Linked DNA regions of Sus scrofa: regions 2 and 3 are each linked to region 1. The links are chromatin contacts, called in public promoter capture Hi-C maps. All regions are on one chromosome and are shown on one strand. Each heading gives the region's core, a stretch centred on a gene start, on an enhancer-like site or on the middle of the called end of the contact. The rest is flanking DNA. Distances are from core to core; before and after follow the strand shown. Region 1 holds the start of RPRD1B (regulation of nuclear pre-mRNA domain-containing protein 1B). Region 2 holds the start of RBL1 (retinoblastoma-like protein 1). Region 3 holds the start of MANBAL (protein MANBAL).

Region 1 (2,972 bases), core at 194-2,693:
AATGAATAAATGAACCACTCACTGCCTCACAGTGAAGAATTTGTGGATAAGATAAACTTGATTTGATTCCTGGTTCTGTCATTTCTTTTGTCCAGGTGACAGTGAGTTCTCACTCATGTATTACGTTTTCTCACCTATCAAATGTGATCACAGCCCCCTACCCCAAAAGGATTAAATAAAAGAATATATGCAATGTGCTTAATACACAGCAACCTGGTATAAAAGTATTCAGTATATAACACTATTACTTAATACAGAAAGATGGTCTAGATTTGGACTCAAAGGCCCTAGGTTATAATTATGACTGTGTGATTTTAGGCTCTTCACTTCTTTTATACTAATTCACTCAATCAGCTATGAGTCAGCTGCTGGAGTAAAGAAGACAGTCCTTTCCCTCTAATCTTCATTACATGAACTTGGGTCGGTCACCTTAACCTTTTTCAGCCTCACTTTCCACATCTGTCAAATGGAAATAATATAATACCCATCTCATAGTTTTGTTGAGGATTAAGTGAGTTACTATGTAAAAAGAGCAGCTGCTCACTTATGTTGGCTTTGATTGTGATGATTCTAGTCTGGCGGAATAAAAGCATCTAAGCAAAGGACTACAATACAGTGCAGTAAGAGCAACAACAGGCACCAACTAGAACAGTGTCTCCTAACTGGAATCTGCCCACAACAATCAGTTCCCCTAGGATCAAGACATTTTAAAACTCTGTTATGTCTACAAGAACCTAACTCCTGCCACCACCCTGCAGCAGTTTAGACAAATTTTTCTGATTTGACAACTGGGATTTAAAACTTTTTAAAAATAGGAAATGGGCTCAGTCTCAAATAGTGTTTCTGGAAGGTCAGTGAACCCACTGACTTCCTTACCTTCCTCTCCCCAAGTTAACATTTTACTTAAATTGAAGCAACAGTCCAAAGGACCCCCAGAGGGCAAAGACGGTTTGTAGTCCCCTGAAAACACCAGCCAAGAGCCTAGAGCCCCGAAGTGTATTTTATGGCGGTGCTCTCACAGACTAACATCAGAACTGGCCATTAAAGGCTGGTCCTGAAGGCCGAGCGGGAGCCCACAAGCTGAGGAGGGGGACGTCACCTTTGTAGAAAGAACAGCAAGAGCTAAAGAGTGAAGGCGTGAAAAGTGCACGTGGGTGGCGTGGAAGAACCAAAAAGCTTTTTGTGGGGGGCACCCAGAGAGCAAGACATGTATGGAGGAAAAGTGCGGGCTAGGGCCTGCCAGGTGAGGGAGAAATTCATCCCATCCCCAGGTCATGATCTCTCCGCCTCAGGATTCCCCTCTAAGGGCTCCAGCTTGCGGGGCTCCCTCTAGATCGCGCCACTCTCTTCCCTTACCTCGTCTTCCAGCCTTTCCCTCACTCTCCCGCCTCCTCCGCCCCGCCGGAAGTGACGCGTAACTCGCGCGCCGCACCGCTCCGCGCCAGAAAGGTTCCGCGATAGCGGGAGAAAGGGTGCCAGGGCGACTCACTGCGCCTGTGTGCGGGCGCGAGCGGTCAAAGCGCTTTCCGGAGGCCGCCGAAGTGCTCTCGTTTCCCGGTCTGTCGCTTTTGGAGTGCCCCGAGCGAGATTTAGAGAGGTCTACACCACCGGAGCGGTGTTTTTCTACACTCTGACTCCTCTTGGTGCCCCGCCACTCCGGCGCTTGCCCTTTGACCCCGCTGTGGCGGTGGGGTGAGAGGTCGGTGGCCATCTTGTGGAGGCGGCGCGGGCGGCTGTTACTGCGGAGACCCATCCCCTCCCCCTCCTGGCACCCCCGCTGTCTCTCAGTCTGTAAAGAGTCGTGCAGGCCGTCAGGTGAGGCCCCGGCCTCGTGCCGTCACTCTTCCCGCCGCTCTGGGCGGCCTAGGCCGCTCCTTGCCGGGCCTCACCGCCGCCACCATGTCCTCCTTCTCCGAGTCTGCGTTAGAGAAGAAGCTCTCGGAGCTGAGCAACTCTCAGCAGAGCGTGCAGACCCTCTCCCTGTGGCTCATCCACCACCGCAAGCACGCAGGACCCATCGTCTCAGTGTGGCACCGTGAGCTCCGCAAAGGTAAACACCCCCTCCACCCATTTGGGTCCTCCCCACGGGCTGTCTTCTCCCCCACCCACTCCTTAGGCCCCTCTAGCTTTTTAGTTGAACCTGGCTTTCCGGGCCTGGGCCTCTGAGTGACTGCTCTTCGGAGGTTGAAAACTGTGTTATCCACATTTCTCGGAGAAGGAAATCAAGTCCGGGAAGGTACTTGTCTGAGGTTCCACCGACCAGAGCTCAGGACTCTCGGTTCACCCAGCCGTTTTTCCCTCCGGCTTCTCCTGACACTTGTGACTATTATTCTCTCGGCGGCGTTGAGCGCCTGGTGGAGGGTACAGGCCCTAGCCTGTCGTGTGCTAGACTCTTGCTGGGCATTTGGAGTAAGACCGCCTAGACAGAGTCCTGGCTCAGCCACTTGCGATCTGAGTGATATCGGGCAAGTTTCTTCTCCCTTTGCCTCTATTTTCTCATCTGTCAAAGGAGGACAAGGGTAGCTGCCACTTACAGAGACTTTGTTCTGTGCAAGTCACTATGCTAGGACCTTGCATATCTCCTGGCACTTAGTCCTCAGCACTGCCTTGGGAAGTGGGTACAATCACTGCCATTATAGAGAAGTTAAGGGGCCCCACCACCTAGACCTTGTCTCTCAGTTTCTCCTCTTCATTTCTCATGCAACTCTTCATTGGTTCGAGACCCTGCTCAGGATCTGACAGTCATTGATTGAGTTCAGCCTGTTATATGCCAGGCGCTGGTTTGGGAGCTTGATAGCATGTTGGCTGCAGAGGCCAACTGCCTGGAATCTGGGTCCAATTTTGCCATTTACTAAGCCCCCGAGGTTTAACCTCTCTCTTCCTCAGTTTCCTGATCTGTAAACTGGAGATGATGATAACTGCTATTTATGTGCCTTTGTTCTGTGCCAGGTGCAGTACTGATATCTTTACAT
Region 2 (2,972 bases), core at 141-2,640, 810 kb before region 1:
TCTGTGTGAGTCCAGCCCTCCCGAATCAAGGAAACGTTTGATCATAAGGCCTCTGGAGTAATTGTGAACAGTTCCATCACAATTCTATCTCTACGTAGGCTTACCACTCGACTGGGTGCCTATCATAATTAGTGAGAATGATTCTGGGTAAGACAGTCCTCTGGGCCTTGATGTTATTACCTGAAAAGCAGGTTTAAAACTCATTGCCCTGCCATGTTCACAGAGCTCTCATGAGAACTAAATGCAAGAGTGATTGGGGGAAAATTCGAATGATAGCCTACATTTATTTTGTTCAGAGACAGACACTGTACTTCGCATTGGGATAATCTAATTATCCCCATCTGAGAGGAGAAACCTGGGGCGGAGAGATAAGCACTGTGTGCACACTCGATAATAATGTGATCAAACTGCTGCATAGTCTACCGCAAGGCGAGCAACCAACACCTTGAGGCGGAAGGTGAAGAGGTTGTGGTTCCGGCTCCACCACTACCCGTGTGACCCTGGGTAAGTAGCTTAACCACTTGAGGGCTCAGCTTCCTCAGCTGTATAATGGGGATCACGGAACATGTTCAAAGGGTTGTGGCGAGAACTAAGTAAAATGACAAAGCGCTGCGCAGTGGCATCTCAGCACACAATTCGTTTAACCTTTCACCATTACAGAACTTTTTTTTTTTTTATACAAACTTAAGAGCAGTCCCATGAGTTTGCGGCGCAGGTCTGGGGTCTAGGGAGCCCCTGAGTGGCGTGACCCTGAACCAGCTGCTCCTTTTCCGGACTTCGATTTCCCGCCTCAAAATAAGTGGCGAGATTGATCTACACCCGCCCTTCCAGTCTCGAACTCTTCGGCGCCGGGATGGGCAGAGACCCTTCCCGGTGGGGAAACTCCCACCGCCCTACTGGGTGGGGTGGGGCGGAGCAGGGGTGGGGCCTGGCGAGCTCGGTCGTCCGCCTCACCTGCCGCCGCTCACCTCTAGACTGTAGGTGCCCCGGATGGCGGTGAAGTCGTCCAGGGCTTCGGCCGCGCTCCCCTCGTCCAGGTTCAGCTCCTGGCACAGAGCCTGCAGTGCTTCTCCGGCCGCGGCGACCACCGCCGCCCCCTCGGCGCAGGGATCTTCCTCGTCCATCCCCTCAGGCCCGGCGGGCGGCGTGGTCACAGCCCCGGCTCCTTTCTCCTTCCTGGGCGCGCTACCCACAACCTCCCGCGCCAAAGCGCGCGAAAATCGCGGGTTGTAGCACTACGTCTTTTTGATGGTCTGCATCCGCGTTTCTCCTGAAAAAAAGTCCGTCTTTCCTCCAGGGCTCCACGCTGCCCCTTCCAGAAACATGCTAAGAAGAAGGAATTTAGAGTCTAAAAAACCTGGACTTGGCCCTTGGCAGGTAGCGGTAGACACAGCCGGCGGGACAAATTGGGTGCGGAGGGATCGGCAGTCCGCGCGCAGAGTCTGCTGGGAGTGGTAGTCCATATCCTGCCTTGGAGCGGGCGGCGGGATTGGGCTCCGTGTTGCGGGGTGGCCTTGTTAATTTTAGAGAGGTCTCCTCTGCCCCACCAACCCGTGGGCCTGGGTTTGTCACTGCCGCGGGGCGCCAAACACAGACTAATCCAGAGTTGTCCCTTGAGTTAGGAGTTGGAGGAAATCGAAAAATGTCCGTCTACAGAGAGGGCTAGGAAAGGCCTGTCGGACCCTCCTCAGTGTCTTTAGCACCTAGTGAATGGTTTTTTGAGCGACTGAAGGGTTGGTGAGGCAGGGGTATTAGGGGACCCCTATCCATCGCTTCTTGAACTCCAAATGAGGCTTGACCTGGGCTAAAAGAGCTGCAGTAAGGGGGCACTTTCTCAGCTCCCTGCTCCCTGGGAGCTGGGTCCCTGGAACCTAGTAAAAATCGTCCTTCCAGACTTAGGAGTGACCAGAACATAAACCTGAAGGCATGGAACTGGTCTTAAAGCTGACCCTTCTGCTCCAGCAAGACCCCTTTCCCATGAAGAGCCAGAGTGATCTTTTAAAAAGGTAAATAAGAGCATAGTCAATCATTTAGGATCCTTCAGTAAACCCTTTGCCCTTAAAGTAATGTCCAAAATTCTTTCCATGGCCAGTAAGGCCCTATGTAATCTGGCCCCACCTCATCTAGGGGAGCGTCCCCTTCTCCAGATATATAATAAGATCCAGCCTCACTGCTTTGTTTTGGAACCTTGGAAATGCCAAGCTGCCAAATTAGTTCTTTCCACAAAGACTTTCTCACATGGTGGTCAAACAGCCCCTCTATGCCAGGTCTTTTCTTGTCTGCCTCATCCTCATTCAAGTTCAACTAAAAGGCACCCTGTCAGGGCATCCCTGAGCACTTTATTTCAAATAGCTGACTCTCATCTTTTCCTCCACCATATTTGTCTTCATAGCACCTTATCATTATCTGAAATTATCTTTATTCCCTGGTTCTTCCTACTAAAATGTGAGTTTCATGAGAGTAGGGCCTTCCTTTTGAGGCAGAGTACTAACTCATGTAGTCAGTGTAGGAGCATGGGCTTTGATGCATTCTTTGATATGGCTGTTGATTAACATTTGTGGTTTAAGGGCTCCAGAGAGTAATTCCCCACAGGCCTTGTTTACTATAGGAAATGTGCCTCTCCCCATAGGGACCTTAATCTCTAACCCACTCCTCAACTGATAGAAAAGGAATGAGAGGAATGGTAACTTAGTCCAAGGAAAGAGGACAAAGAAATCATAAAACACATGGGATAGTTCCACCCCTAAAACTCCTATTGGACAAGGACTGATATAGGAAACTTGGCAAGGCCAATGGGAGAAAACCCCATCTTTCTGGACCCCATGTTGGTACCCCCCCCCCCCGCCATCTTTAAGGGATAAAAACTCTTATAGGACAATACAGAGTGGGTGGCTCTTCTGCCCCTTCCCAGCAGCCTGGGAGCTATTTGCTTTCCTGTAATAAAGACTGCTTGCTTGCTGCCTGTGTGTTCC
Region 3 (2,972 bases), core at 230-2,729, 670 kb before region 1:
CTAGCACAAGGCATAGATTAGGTACTCAGTGAATGTTTTGAATGAATTCTATTAATCTGCTTCTGTCTGAATTATAAAACTGTGCTTGTTTGTCTCCTCTCTGCATTGCAGGCTCTTAGCTCAGGCCCTAGCATAGAGTTAAGGCTTCTATACAATGCAAGTCAAATCTACACTAAGGCATCACATCAGATCAGTCAGAATGGCCATCATCAAAAAGTCTACAAATAATAAATGCTGGAGAGTGTGTGGAGGAAAGAGAACCCCCCTTCACTGTTGGTAGGAATGTAAATTGGTGCTGCCACTATAGAAAACAGTATGAGTTTCCTTAAAAAACTAAAAATAGGAGTCCCCTCGTGGTTCAGCAGTAACGAATCTGACTAGTATCCATGAGGACGAGGGTTAATCCCTGGCCCTCATCAGTGGGTTAAGGATCTGGCGTTGCTGTGAGCTTCAGTGTAAGTTGCAGATGTGGCTCAGATCTAGCATTGCCTGTGGCTGTGGCTGTGGTGTAGACTGGTAACTGTAGCTCTGATTCAACCCCTAGCCTGGGAACTTCCATATGCTGCAGGTGTGGCCCTAAAAAGCAAAATAATAATACAATAAAATAAAAATTTTAAAAATAAAAAATAGAGTGACAAATCCTATGACATCACTTATATGTGGAATCTAAAAAAAAAAAAAAAAGATACAAATGAGGAGTTCCCATTGTGGCTCAGTGGTTAACGAATCTGACTAGTATCCATGAGCATGAAGGTTGGATCCCTGGCCTTGCTCAGTGGGTTAAGGATCTGGTGTGGCCATGAGTTGTGGTGTAGGTCACAGACTCCGCTGGGATCTGGCGTTGCTGTGGCTCTGGTGTAGGCAGGCAGCTACACCTCACATTCCACCCCTAGCCTGGGAACCTCCACATGCTGCAGATGCAGCCCTAAAAAAAGCAAAAAAAAAAAAAAAACAAAAAAAAAAAAAACAAATGAACTTATTTACAAAACAGAAATAGACTGATGGACATAGAAAACTTACGGTTGCCAAAGGGGGAGGGGAGGAGCAATAAATTAGGAGTTTGGGATTAACAGACATAGACAACTATACACAAAATGATTGACAAAGTCCTACTGTAGAGCACAGGGAACTATATTCTATGTCTTATAATAACCTATGAAGGAAAAGAATCTGAAAAAGAATATATCTATGTGTATAACTGAATCACTTTGCTGTACACCTGAAACTTATACAACACTGTAAATCAACTATACTTAAAAAAAAAAAAAAAAAAAAAAAAAAAGAGTAAGGCTTCTGCAAATGTGTATAAACATTTCCTGAAATGGGGTGTGATAAAGCCGCTGGGAGAACCGAGGCGTCTGGACCTCACCTCCGCAGATCTCTCCCTCCATCTAAAACCGACACAATCGGGACAAACGTCTAACAAAGCCCAGAGCCAGTATCCACAAATTCTAACAACGCTGGCGGGCGGAACCGAGTCCGCTGGTTGCTCAGGAACGTCACTTCCGGGATGGGGGAGTGTCACGGGGAACCACTTCCGGGGCAGTGCCGCGGCGGCGCGGGAGGTGAGTTTTGCGGCTGTAGGGGCCCGGCGGTGCTTTGAGGGTTGGGCGGAGTAGTACTGGCTGCGGAACCGAGAGGGGTTGGGCTCCGGCGCCGGCCCGGTCCGGCTGTCTCGGAGGCGCTTGGTCGCAGAGCTGCGCTTGGTGCCTAAAGTAAATAACTTCCTGGGGCGCTTCCAAGCATTCGGAAGTTACTTGGAGAGGGAGGTTTGAGTCCCAGCGAGGCAGAGGGCCTCGGTTGCTGCAGCCCAGCGCCTTAGTTTTGAGCCAGGGCCAAAACTCGGTGTTCCTTGCAGATTTGACCTGTCCTTTCTTTCCACGGGCGGAGCATTAGGATTAGCCAGAGCTCCGGAGTCAGTCTGGCCTGGGGTTCGACCCCTGAGTGTACCTGTATTGCTCTGTAACTGGGGACTATCTCTGGTTCTCAATTTCCATCTCTGTAAAATGGGCTCTTAGACTTGATCCGAGGATTAAAGGCGGTGGTGGAGGCAAAGCGCCTTAGTAAGTGCACAGTGCGTGTTTGTTTGCCGAATTGTTTGTTTTTAGGAGAAGTGGGAAATGACTGAAACGTTTTACTTTTTAGTAATTCCAAATTGCGGGACATCTGCCCACCAGTTTCAGCCCACTGGCTGCTGATTCTGATTGCTGTGGGGGATGGATTACCTTTGCATAGGACATAACTCTAACCCAGTTTTGGGTAGTTCTTGGGGACTTTAATGGGATGGGTCTGGGTATATAGCCCATGTCTCTAAGGCAGTGATTCTTGACACTGAGTTTCTGTTGAATTCTCAGGACACAATTTAAAAATCATTTCATTCAAAGCCAGGAATCCCCTACCAACATATTTGGAATCTGGGTTTTTCAGTCTTAGTGAAGACTTTGTTTCTACTTGCTAAGTCTGGACAGCTAGACATGTCTTAGGGGTTATTTATTTTGGAATGTTGACCTTTTTCCCCAGTAAACTTCTTATTTAGAACAATTTTAGATTTACAAAATTATTGTGAAGATAGGACAGTGAGTTCCCATATACAACTCCCATTTACCCAATTGCTAACATTCTACAATAGCATATAGTACTTTCGTCACAATTAATGAACCAATGTCAGTAAGTTATTAATATTTGTGGGGTGTGTGTCTTTTTAGGTCGGCACGCATGGCATATGGAGGTTCCCAGGCTAGGGGTCTAATCAGAGCTGTAGCTGCCGACCTATGCCACAGCTGCAGCAATACAAGATCTGAGCCGCGTCTGCGACCTACACCACAGCTCACAGCAACTCAGGATCCTTAACCCACTGAGTGAGGCCAGGGATCGAACTCACATCCTCATGATGTCAGATTCGTTTCCTTTGAGTCACTACGGGAACTCCAGTAAGTTACTATTAGCTAAAGTCCATGCTTCACATTTGCTCC

What was found. Promoter capture Hi-C pulls out the DNA fragments that hold promoters and counts their contacts.
Region 2: a promoter capture Hi-C map of liver shows a contact between it and region 1, with 3 times the contacts expected there. The contact joins the promoter of RBL1 here to the promoter of RPRD1B in region 1. A contact is called at or near these places in 1 of 5 promoter capture datasets (liver) and 1 of 2 datasets of contacts at active chromatin or transcription factors (alveolar macrophages).
Region 3: a contact with region 1 is called in a promoter capture Hi-C map of liver, with 6 times the contacts expected there. The contact joins the promoter of MANBAL here to the promoter of RPRD1B in region 1. A contact is called at or near these places in 1 of 5 promoter capture datasets (liver) and 1 of 2 datasets of contacts at active chromatin or transcription factors (alveolar macrophages).

Annotation. Positions count from the first base shown.
Region 1 is chr17:41,092,549-41,095,520 of Sscrofa11.1, forward strand. It overlaps RPRD1B (regulation of nuclear pre-mRNA domain-containing protein 1B), which reads left to right and starts at 1,444. Exons shown (of 7, transcript XM_021078140.1): 1 at 1,444-2,050. The coding sequence starts at 1,900. It overlaps TTI1 (TELO2-interacting protein 1 homolog), which reads right to left and starts at 1,490. Exons shown (of 9, transcript XM_001925757.5): 1 at 1,357-1,490.
Region 2 is chr17:40,277,928-40,280,899 of Sscrofa11.1, forward strand. It overlaps RBL1 (retinoblastoma-like protein 1), which reads right to left and starts at 1,391. Exons shown (of 22, transcript XM_021077346.1): 1 at 969-1,391. The coding sequence starts at 1,124. It overlaps LOC110257355 (a long non-coding RNA gene), which reads left to right and starts at 402. Exons shown (of 3, transcript XR_002339844.1): 1 at 402-504.
Region 3 is chr17:40,419,266-40,422,237 of Sscrofa11.1, forward strand. It overlaps MANBAL (protein MANBAL), which reads left to right and starts at 1,480. Exons shown (of 4, transcript XM_005672921.3): 1 at 1,480-1,565.